2 separate regions of the Canis lupus genome follow, and region 2 is linked to region 1. Evidence: chromatin contacts called from public Hi-C data. All regions are on one chromosome and are shown on one strand. Each heading gives the region's core, a stretch centred on a gene start, on an enhancer-like site or on the middle of the called end of the contact. The rest is flanking DNA. Distances are from core to core; before and after follow the strand shown.

What was found. Hi-C and Micro-C count contacts between places; a contact is called where the count stands out from the background.
Region 2: a contact with region 1 is called in a Hi-C map of liver, with 3 times the contacts expected there. The contact joins two enhancer-like sites. A contact is called at or near these places in 2 of 9 Hi-C or Micro-C datasets (amygdala and liver).

The regions. Positions count from the first base shown.
Region 1 is chr1:96,331,967-96,337,126 of UU_Cfam_GSD_1.0, reverse strand. All of the region lies in intron 6 of AUH (methylglutaconyl-CoA hydratase, mitochondrial), which reads right to left. Among named protein-coding and RNA genes, the nearest start is that of AUH, 74 kb to the right of the region's middle. Within about 2 kb of position 2,291, at least 1 of the 20 cell types and tissues checked has an H3K27ac peak or open chromatin away from gene starts, as enhancers often do. A contact at or near this core is called in liver, where this site is marked.
Region 2 is chr1:96,526,991-96,532,150 of UU_Cfam_GSD_1.0, reverse strand. No RefSeq gene overlaps it. Among named protein-coding and RNA genes, the nearest start is that of SYK, 170 kb to the left of the region's middle. Within about 2 kb of position 2,015, at least 1 of the 20 cell types and tissues checked has an H3K27ac peak or open chromatin away from gene starts, as enhancers often do. A contact at or near this core is called in liver, where this site is marked.

The sequences.
Region 1 (5,160 bases), core at 1,042-3,541:
ATTATGCTAACACCAATCCAAAGTAAACTGGAGTAGTTATATAAATAGCAGGCATAACAGAATTCATAGCAAAGAATATTACCAGGGATAAAAAAAAAAAAAAAAAAAGACTATTTTAAGATAATAGAGAGCAGTCCATCATGAGACATGACAAAATTAAATATTTCTGCACTTCACAACAGGGCCTCAAAATACTTGAAACAAATGCTAACAGAACTGAAAAGAAAAATAGAAAAATTCACAATTATCCTTAACTTACATTTAAAGAATTTTCCACTAAACAGAACACAAAATTTGATAAAGAAAAAATGACGACCTAACAAAATACAGAGCTACATGGTGTTCATGGGTCTAAAGAGTCAATAATGCCAAGATCAAATCTCTACAAATGGATCTACAAACTGAATAAAATCTCAATCAAAATCCCAGCAGGATTTTTGTAGAAATTAACATGTTGATTCATATAGAAATGCAAAGTATCTAGATGAGACAAAACAACTTTGACAAACAAATGTGATGACTAACAATACCTATTTACTTTAATGTGACAATACTCAAGACAGTATGGCATTGGTCTCAAGATAGACAAACAGATTAATGGAACAGAAAACACTCCAGATATAAGCCTACACATACATGAACATTTCATTTCTGACAAAGGTGCAAAGGTAAATAAGAGGGAAGGACATTCTTTTCAACAAATGGTGCCTGGACAATCAGATATCTATGTACAAACGTTTATGAGTCCATACATCACGTTACACACAAAATGGATCACTGACCTAAGAGTAAACCAAAACTATGGAAGTTCTGGAACAAAACTTAGAAGAAAATCATGTGTGACTCTGGTTTAGGGGAAGATTCTGTACACACACCAAAGTCACAATCCATGAAAGAACAAGCTGATAAACTAAACTTCATCAATATTAAAATTTTGTTCTTTCAAAGAACTGCTGAGAATAAGAAGTCAATTCACAGATGGAAAGAAAATATTTGCAAAGCATACATCAGAAAAAGGTCTTGTATCTATAATAATAGTAAAAAACACAATAATAAAAATTCTAAACTCAGTAATAAAACAACCCAATTAAAAATGGGTAAAAGAGGGGTGCCTGGGTGGCTCAGTAGTTTAAGTGTCCAACTTTTGATTTCAGCTCCGATCATAATATCAGGGTCCTGAAATCCAGCCCTATATCAGGCTCCACACTTAGTGCAGAGTGTGCCTGTCCCTACCCCTCCCCATGCTTGCTCTCTCTCTTTCTCAAATAAATAAAAATCTTTTTTAAAAATGTGTAAAGGATCTGAAGAGATACATCACAAAAGAAGAAACAGAGATGTCAAGTGAGCACATGAGATCATTAGACATTAAGGAACTGCAAATCACATCCACAAGATTGTGCCAAGCCTTTGGTGAAGATGCAAAAGAAAAAGGAATTCTCATTACTTCTGGTGGGAACTCATATATGCTGGTCCAGCCAATGGGACATCAGTTTGGCCGTTTAACAAAAAATGTACATAGATACTTATCATATGAAGCCATTCCAGTCCTAACCATTTACCCAAGGTAACTGAAAGCATATGTCCACGCCAAGGCTTCTATGCAAATATGTACAGCAGCTTCACTCCTAAGTCCCCCAAAACCAGAAATAAGCCAAGTATCTATCCAAATACCAACAGATTATCAAATTCTGGCATACCCATACAATGTAATAGTATTCAGCCATAAAAAGGAAGTACTGAAATTCACTACAAAATAAATAAATATCAAAATAATTATACTGAATACAGAAGCCAGGCAAAGGAAAAATTACACAGAACATTTATGCACAGTTCTAGAAAATGAAAACTAATCTAGAGTGACAGTGTGGTTCAGTGGTTGCATGAAAAAGCTTTTGGGGGTGAAGATATATCCATTATACAGGCTGTTTAAGGTTTCACAGGTATAGACATGTCAAAGCTCACCAAATTTTTTTTCCTAAAAAAACACGCATTTTATTGTACATCAATTATAACATAGAGCAGCTGTTAAAGGTACCGTAAAAAGAAGACACATTACAATAAACCACGTCTCAGGAACAACACAAATCACAACAGAGTGCGCGTCAGTACCACCAACGTGCTGGACAGTGTCATGTCATGTCCACACAGACCTTCCTCACCGACTATCTCACAACAGTCATGTGGTACAGTTGTCATTATTTTCATTTCACAACAGAAGAAACTGAGATACAAAGTTCAGAAGGAAACTTGCCTAATGAAATACAATGTAGTGAGGGAGGCTCAGCCCAGGGCTTCTCCCTTGATCCATGACTCTGCCTACTGGTAGGGACGGCTGCTCACCATTCAACCAAGAATGTCACTGATTGATAGGGGTACCTGGGGGGCTCAGTCAGTTGTCTGCCTTCAGGTCAGGTCACGATCTCAAGGTCCTGGGATCCAGTCCAGCATCGACCTCCCTGCTTGGCGGGCAATCTGTTTCTCCCTCTCCCTCTGCCCCTTCTCCTGCTTGTTCGTTTTCTCTCTCACTCTCACATGGTCTCTCAAATAAATAAAATCATTAAAAAAAAAAAAAGAATGCCATCAATGAGTGAATAAATGTGCTCTGAGCACATAAGTAAAAAGAATGACATCTTGACTCCACGGTTCCCAGTAAGTGTTCTTATTGTTAAGACAGCAGACATGTCTGCTGAAAGAGAAAATGCTCCGGGACTCGCACCAAGGGTGCGTCCAAATGGCTTACACCTTCGATTGCACACTACAGGCTTTAGAGATTCAAAAACCAGTTACCAAAATGGGTATTTTGTGAAAAGAAAATTGTTTTACTTTTAAAAGATGGGAGAAATGGACTGCCACTCTTCCTAATTTACACAGGCAGAATTAACTTCTCATCCTTTATGAACATCTTACATATTGTATTTAATTGCTCTTGGACATCTGCTCTCTACAGTTTAAATGTGATCCTTAAAAGCTACTTACTTAACTTGATACATAAACATAACAGAATATTCAGATGCAAAGGAAGCTTTATTATAGTTAGACAACAGGAAAGTAACATGCTGCTTACAAAATGAGTAATCTGGTTTCCTAAAATACCAAGTTACTACTTATTTAAAAATACAAGAAAAAATAAAACAAAGATGAGAACAATAGGCACTAACATCACTCTGAGGTCAGAAGCAGGAAATTACTTAGAATCAAAATCGCTGATTAATTCTATATCTTTACTTATATAATTCGGACATATAAGACAAAAAAAAACAATTTTATTAAAGTAATACATGGAGTTGAAGGAAATGAAATATTCCTGTAATAGTAATTCTCCAACTCACTATGTGTAACCACTCTTGGATGTTAATTTCAGTCTACCTCCTCCCCAGAACTGTAGCTCACACATTTAGTAATGTTCACTGAGTGCCTAGCAACCTGAGGGGTCAAACTCCAGGAGTAAGATTTGTATGCTTTTACATTTTATATTTAAGACATGATTTTGAGTTGATTTCTGTACAGTGAGATTTAGGTCAAAGTTCTTTTTTTTTTTTTCTTTTTTTTTTACTTTACTTCTTGCATATGGATATGCAACTTTTCTAGTATCACACTTTCTGCCCCGAATTATCTGTGCTCCTATGTCAAATACCTTCTGGCCACACTGGATGGGTCTACTTCCAGGTTCTGTTATGTTCACTGATCAACAGGTTTATCCTTTCACCAATACCACACTGGATCTGCAGGAAACAAATTCTCTTGGTTTTCCTTAATCCAAGCATGTCCTCATTTCTTTCATTCTTAAAGGACATTTTCTCCAAATACAGAAGTTTCTCAGTTGACAAGTCTTTCTTTTCATCCTTTAGTAATGTTGTTCCACTTATTTCTGGATTTCCTTGCTTCTGATGAGAAATTAATTCATTCAAGTCATTGTCTCCCTATAAACAATGTGTTATTTTCCTCTGACTTTCAAGGGATTTTTTTGTTGGTTGGGTGGTCTTGGGTTTGTGGTTTCAAGCAGTGTCTGATGTGCCTGGTCATGGATCTTTTTGGGATTATCTTGTGTGGGCTTCCTCAGCTTCTGAAATCCTTCTGTTTACGTCTCTCACCATATTTACAAAGTCTTCATCCATTATTCCTCCAAATACTTCTTTTTTCCGAACCACACTTTCTCTTTTCCTTTTGATATCCTTCTGACACAAATGCTAAACACTTCAGTCTCGTCCCATAGGTCCCTGAGGTTCAGTTCATTCACTCAGGCTGGTTTCTCTGTTATTCAGACAAAATAGTTGCTAGTGATCCATTCTCAAGTTCACTCTCTCTTTCTTCTGTCATCTTTATTCTGTCTTTAGTCCATCCATCCTGCTTCTTATTTTGGCTAATATATTTTCCAGTCCTAAAGTGGGATACACTTAAAGTGCTATGTTTCCATTTGTTCACACAGTGAAGGCCTGAAATTAAGGCCCAATATCACATGCTTTCTAACATCTAGGGAAACCAGGTGAACCACAAATGGCCTGACCACAAGCTCCCCTCCCCTCTCTGTTGGCAGGGATAAGTCCCCTAGACAAACAACCCTCCTCACTGAAGAGACCAGGCAGGGCTCCTACATATCTCTGAGGAGTGGGTTCTCCAGGGTCAGAATGTAGAATTATTGAAATAAGCCCATCAGGGCACCTGGTTGGCTCAGTTGGTAGAGCATGCAACTTTTGATATCTCAGGCTCCTGAGATAAAAAAAAAAAAAAAAAAAAAAATTAAAGAGAAAACAACAACAACAAAAAAAACAAAAACAAACAAGTCCATTACATTCTCCTGTGGGACCCAGGGGGCAGCCCACCCTCCTGTCACTCTAAAGCTTGCCTCTCACTCACGGTCATGCTGGATCACTCTGCTCCAGATCACACCCTCTATGTGGTCCCTGTGGATGTCTGCAGTGTCCTCCTACTTTGGAATAGGAGGACATATGACTAAGAAACTGCTACCAACCACATCTATCTGTGGTCAGGTGTCAAGTGTCTAGTCATCCCAAGAAACCTAGAACAGGATTCCCTCCTGCATTAACCACATGAAGAGCAGGAAAATGAAATGGTTCACCCTTAATTCTTGGGAGCACTTTTACAGCAGCAGCTTTAAAATCTGTCTCAGATAATTCTAACATCTATTATCTTAGATGGCAT
Region 2 (5,160 bases), core at 766-3,265, 200 kb before region 1:
TGAGGTGGGTACGTACCAGTGACCCCGAGTCCCCCGCTTGCTGGATTGTAAGGTGCCTCTAACTCCCATCTTCAGATCCTAGGCTGGCCTGGTGGCAGGGGAAGCGGCGGTGAGGGAGGCCATCGCCTTGCAAGGAGCTAACAAAACAGTGATCAGACAAATAAAACTTTAATGCAATATTTTAAAAATTGAAATTAATGCAAGACAATCCATGATTGTTAAAGACCATAGGGGCGCTGAGCTGAGCTATGCTGGACCTGAAACAAGAGGAGCAACCGGGACAACATGCGACTCCTGTGCCACCGTCTAGTCTAACAGGGAGAACACAGACAAGCAGGCTGATGAGCACGATCCCTGACCCACAACCTCCCAAAGGGACGGGACACTCTCAGGAGCCTCCCGCCCTGGCTGGAGGAGTCCAAAGAGGTGATGGTGACACACAATGTGGGCCCTGGAGAGGAAAGGGCCCTGGAGAGGAAAGGGCCCAGGTGGTTGACGTGTTTTCCTAAAGTCAGTTTCTCAGTTTGGATGGTTGTCGCTCTGCCGCCCACCCCTCCTGTGATGGTGACAGAGATGTTGAGAACAGGGGAAGCCCTCTGGCATTTCCCCCACACGATCTCACCAGCTTCTCTGTGAGTCTCTGACAGCTTCCAAACTTAAACAGTTAAATAAATAAATAAATAAATAAATAAATAAATAAATAAATAGCTGACTTATCAAAAAGAGAGAGAGAGAGAGAAAGAGGGGACCAGCCTGCATTAGGTGGAGACCACTTCTGGCCGCTGAGCCAGGCCCCGAGGACATGAGGGTGGAGATTAGGGGTCTCGTCCTCGAGGCTGGGTAAGGGCACCTGGGGGATGGTGCTTGGAGCAGATGGAGGCTCAGGGGAGAGCAGGGGTCCCAGCAACACCCGAGGGCTGGCCGTGGTCAACGATGGCCATGGGCACTCCAGCTGCAGGGGTGAGGGCGGAGAACTTGCTCCAGATGAGGACACGGAGCTGAGGCGGATGAGGGCCCCCGGGGCCAGATCCGTCTATGCAATGGGCCGCAGGACACCAGACACATGACAGGATTGCAGGCGGGGGCTGGCTTCCCAGTGAAATAGGAGGACGTCGGAAATGACCAGCCAGCCTTACAAGGACGGTGTTTGTCCAGAAAGATCAAGACTTTAACTGGAAGTGATTAGTGTCCACAGAAGCACACACCCCGGGTGGCCTGGGTCCAGGGCTCTGAGCCGAATGACTGCGCCGCGGCCGCTGCACTGGCGGGAGCTGGTCACAGGGAAGGAGCGGCCTTGGCTGAGGCTCACTGTGGGTGAGATGGCCCAGCAGGGAGCCCTGATGTCCCTGGGGAGAAGCCGCTGCCCCCCCCCATCAGCTTCAAAAAGGCCATGACTGGCAGTGGGCAGGTGGGGCCCTAGGACCCGCACACGACACCTCCTGGAGCTCTTTAGTTCCTGAGGATAAAACCACGGCCAAGAAATGACCAGTACACCTTGATCTGGGGTAGGAAGCTGTGCTGTGCCACTCCTGCTCACAGAAGGTGGGCTGTGCGGCCCTGGGCAGCCTGGAACTTTCCAAGGGGCACTGCAGTGCGGGAACAGTGGGGCAGCCTGTCGTTGGGCTGGCCTGAGTCCTCGAAAACAGGTGTTGGAGGCACCTTATAATCCAGCAGGTGGGGGACTTGGGGTCACCAGAATATGCCCACCTCGGATAGCCAGGTTTGTGCCATTGGGCAAGGGGGGTGTGCAGCAGGGACCAGGTGGGTGTGTGTTTATGCTGATATGAATGAATGCCTGTGGGTGTAAGTGTGAGTGTGCAACGGTGTGAACATGTGTGTATGTGTGAGCCCCCTCCCCATCCTCCATCCTCCTCCCTTCCTCTCCCCCTCACAGCTCTGGGCACAAGTCACCCTAATGCACTTGTAAATAAACCAATGCAAGGACTGACCAGGTACCAGCTGCTGATGCGTCTGCTGTCATCTCCAGTCCTTACTACACCCCCATGGCAGATGCACAACAAACTCAAGGTCAGTGACGTGCTCGGGCTAAGGGCAACGGGGACTAGGCTTTGGACTCCGTCCCCCTGAACACCACGCCCTGGCACCTGCCACCACGAAGCTCTTGGGCATCGTCTCAGTTCGCAGGTGACGCTCAAGGCTAAGTACCTAGTAGTGTACTGTCCCCTTTCACTGGCCTTCCCCAGGACAAAGGGACACAAGGCTCAGAGCATCGACCGCCTCGGGTGGCCCACGTCACACAGGAGCGGGGTATTCTGGGGCTGGAGCCTCAGTCTCAGGGGCATCCACGGGCCTAGGGGGATAGGGATTTTCCCAGATGGGCCCTGGGGAGACTCCTGCCATCCTCTCTTCTTTGTGGGGCTTCTGGGCTTCCCAGTTTGCTTCTCTGGGCAGACGGCTTCCTGTGCTGGTTCACTGCCCCGCTGTTCCCCGTGAGAAACCTGGACCCCCCCAGACCCCCCCCAGGACTCCGGCACCCCCTCTATGCAAACACCCCCCCATCATCTGACTAATGCTCCATGTCCCTGTTCCTATTGCATATCCACGGTCCCTGCTTGGGCCAGGATCCACCCCTGTCTCCCCCCCAGCAAAGGCCCCAGGCTGGGGGCGGGTGGCGGGGGCGGGGAGTCAGGGCACAGGTGAGCGGAGGCGCATAGAGCTAGCCAAGAGGAGGGACACGGCAGCTTCCTGGGCAGACTGGCCCAAGAGTCCATTGCTCCTCTGGCATGTATATTTACACTGGGTTTCTGACCTCCAGGGAGACGGAGTTATAAATGGAATCACAAACAGATTTTTTTTAAGACTTTATTTATTTATTCCTGAGAGACACAGAGAGAGGCAGAGACACAGGCAGAGGGAGAAGCAGGCTCCCTGCGGGGACCCCGACGAGGGACTCGATCCCAGGACCCCAGGATCATGACTTGAGCAGAAGGCAGATGCTCAAGCCTTGAGTCCCCCAGGTGCCTCTCTTAAAGGGCCATATTATAAAAGGTCTCACTCACCCCCAGGGTGAGTAATAATAAACTTGGGTTTCAATGAGCAGGTGTCCCATTGCCAGGGGTGGGGAAACTGAAATGATACCTGTGTATGGAGGCCTCCCCTGTGATGGGCCGTGTCCTAAACACCTAAACACTTGCCGGCTCTGTCCTCCTCACCTCCCGCCAGAACCCTGAGGAGGTCCTCAGCCCCGCCGCCCGGAGGGCACACAGGCCTGTGCGGCAGCCCCGCGACCCGCTGCCCTCCGGAGTGGTTTCCGCCGCCCCGGGGAGGGGCTCTCACTGCCTCGGCATCACCCGGGAAGGGGGGGCAGGGAGGCTTCGGGAGAAACAAACCAAATTGGTTTCCTTTAGTTTAAAAGTTCAAATCTAATCTATTACAGGAAGGAAATGATACTCGAGTTTTCTTTTCTCGTCTTTAACCAGACTTCAATTTCAGTTTCAAGTCTCTTGAAAAGCTTCACAAAAATCCCTCGTGCTTTATCAGTAATTTTTAACTGTCTAATTGAGTGGAAGGAGTAGACGCGTTGCTGAAGAACATCAGCAGGTTGTCACAAATCAGGTCCACACGCTCCAAACCCGAGCCGTCTCCACCGTCTCTACCGCGAGGCGGCAGGCGCCGGGCCACGGCAGCTGTCTCTCAGAGCGCGGGGGGCTGCCCGCGGCACAGGCTGGGCTCTGGGGTTTCCCCCCACTTCAAGAGGGAAAACAAATTATGTGCGTTGCCCTGTTGGCATTTCACGGTGTCAAAAGCTGGCCCAAGTGTCTCAAATGGGGACGCCAGCCCTTTGCTCTTTCCCTCTCACCCTTTCCAGCAGGGATGGGGAGGGGGGACCCTGCTGGGACCCAGAACTGGCCTCAGGGCCACGCAAGTGTCGGTGGGTGCCAGGCACCTCTTCCTGGCTGGGGTCACACCTCCCCGCAGGCTCCCGTCTCTCCCCTGGAGAGGCCCAGAGGTGCATCCCCAGCATGATCCGAGCCTGGGGGACAGACTCAGACTGGCTGTCTCCACAGTTACACAGAGCAACAAACTATAGGGGAAGTAGCTAAGGCCAGGTAGGGACCAGGTCAAGAGGAGGACTTGGGTCCAATGCTAGGAAGGAGCTTTGTATGAGAGCAGTAGACCCAGGGCGGGGTGGACTTTCCCAGGAGGTGATGGGTCACCTCTGCCAGGAGGCAGGAAGGTCAAGTCCTGATGAGCACCTGTTGGGGATGTGTAGGGAGAACTCCTAGAACAGGTAAAGGCTCAAACCGAATGACTTTCTCAGAAGGGCATCTGAGCACCACAGTACCCTCGCCCCAAGATGCCCCCTCTCGTGTCCCCACGATTATCTCCTTCATGTAATCTTATCCAAGCCTAACCATCCTGCTTCTTTACCTGTGACTCCTTTCACTGCCTCTACCACCTGCCTGTTGGTTCCATGAAGGTGGGGCCCTCCTCCCACCCCGTAGTGCACTGGATACAGTGAGTAAATATTTACCAAATAGAGAAATGAGTGAATGAATGATTTCTAAGTCTCCTTTCAATTCTGAGTCAATGAGGTGTCAGGTGACCCTCAGTTTACCCCTGAGTATACTTCTTAAAAAAAAAAAAAAGACAAGGATGGAACACCTGGGCGGCTCGGTGGGTTAAGCAGCCGACTCTTGGTTTCAGGTCATGACCTCAGGGTGGTGGGAGCGACCCCAAGTCAGACTCTATACTTTACACAGCGTCTGCTTCTCCCTCTCCCTGTTCTTCTCCATCTCCGTCCTTCTCGGCGCTTCTCTGCTCCTCTCACTCTCAAATCTTTCTTTTTTTTTTAAATGAAGATGTTTTTGGGGACAGCTGGGGAAAAGAAACAAGTAAGTACATCAAAGGAAAGGAAAGGAAACCTATCTTTGCACACAGACTGCATGCACTTGTATATAGAAAACCCTTAAGTAATCCACCCAACAATCTACTGGTGCTAACACACAGGTTCAGAGAAATTGAAGAATATGTGATTGATACATGAAAATAAATTGTTCTTCGGTGCACTAGCAGTGAGCAATCCAAAAGTGAAATTAAGAAAACAATGCCATTGTCTTAAAGATGTTATTTATTTATTTATTTATTTATTTATTTATTTATTTATTTACTTATGTATTTACTGTTTAAGGGAGGGAA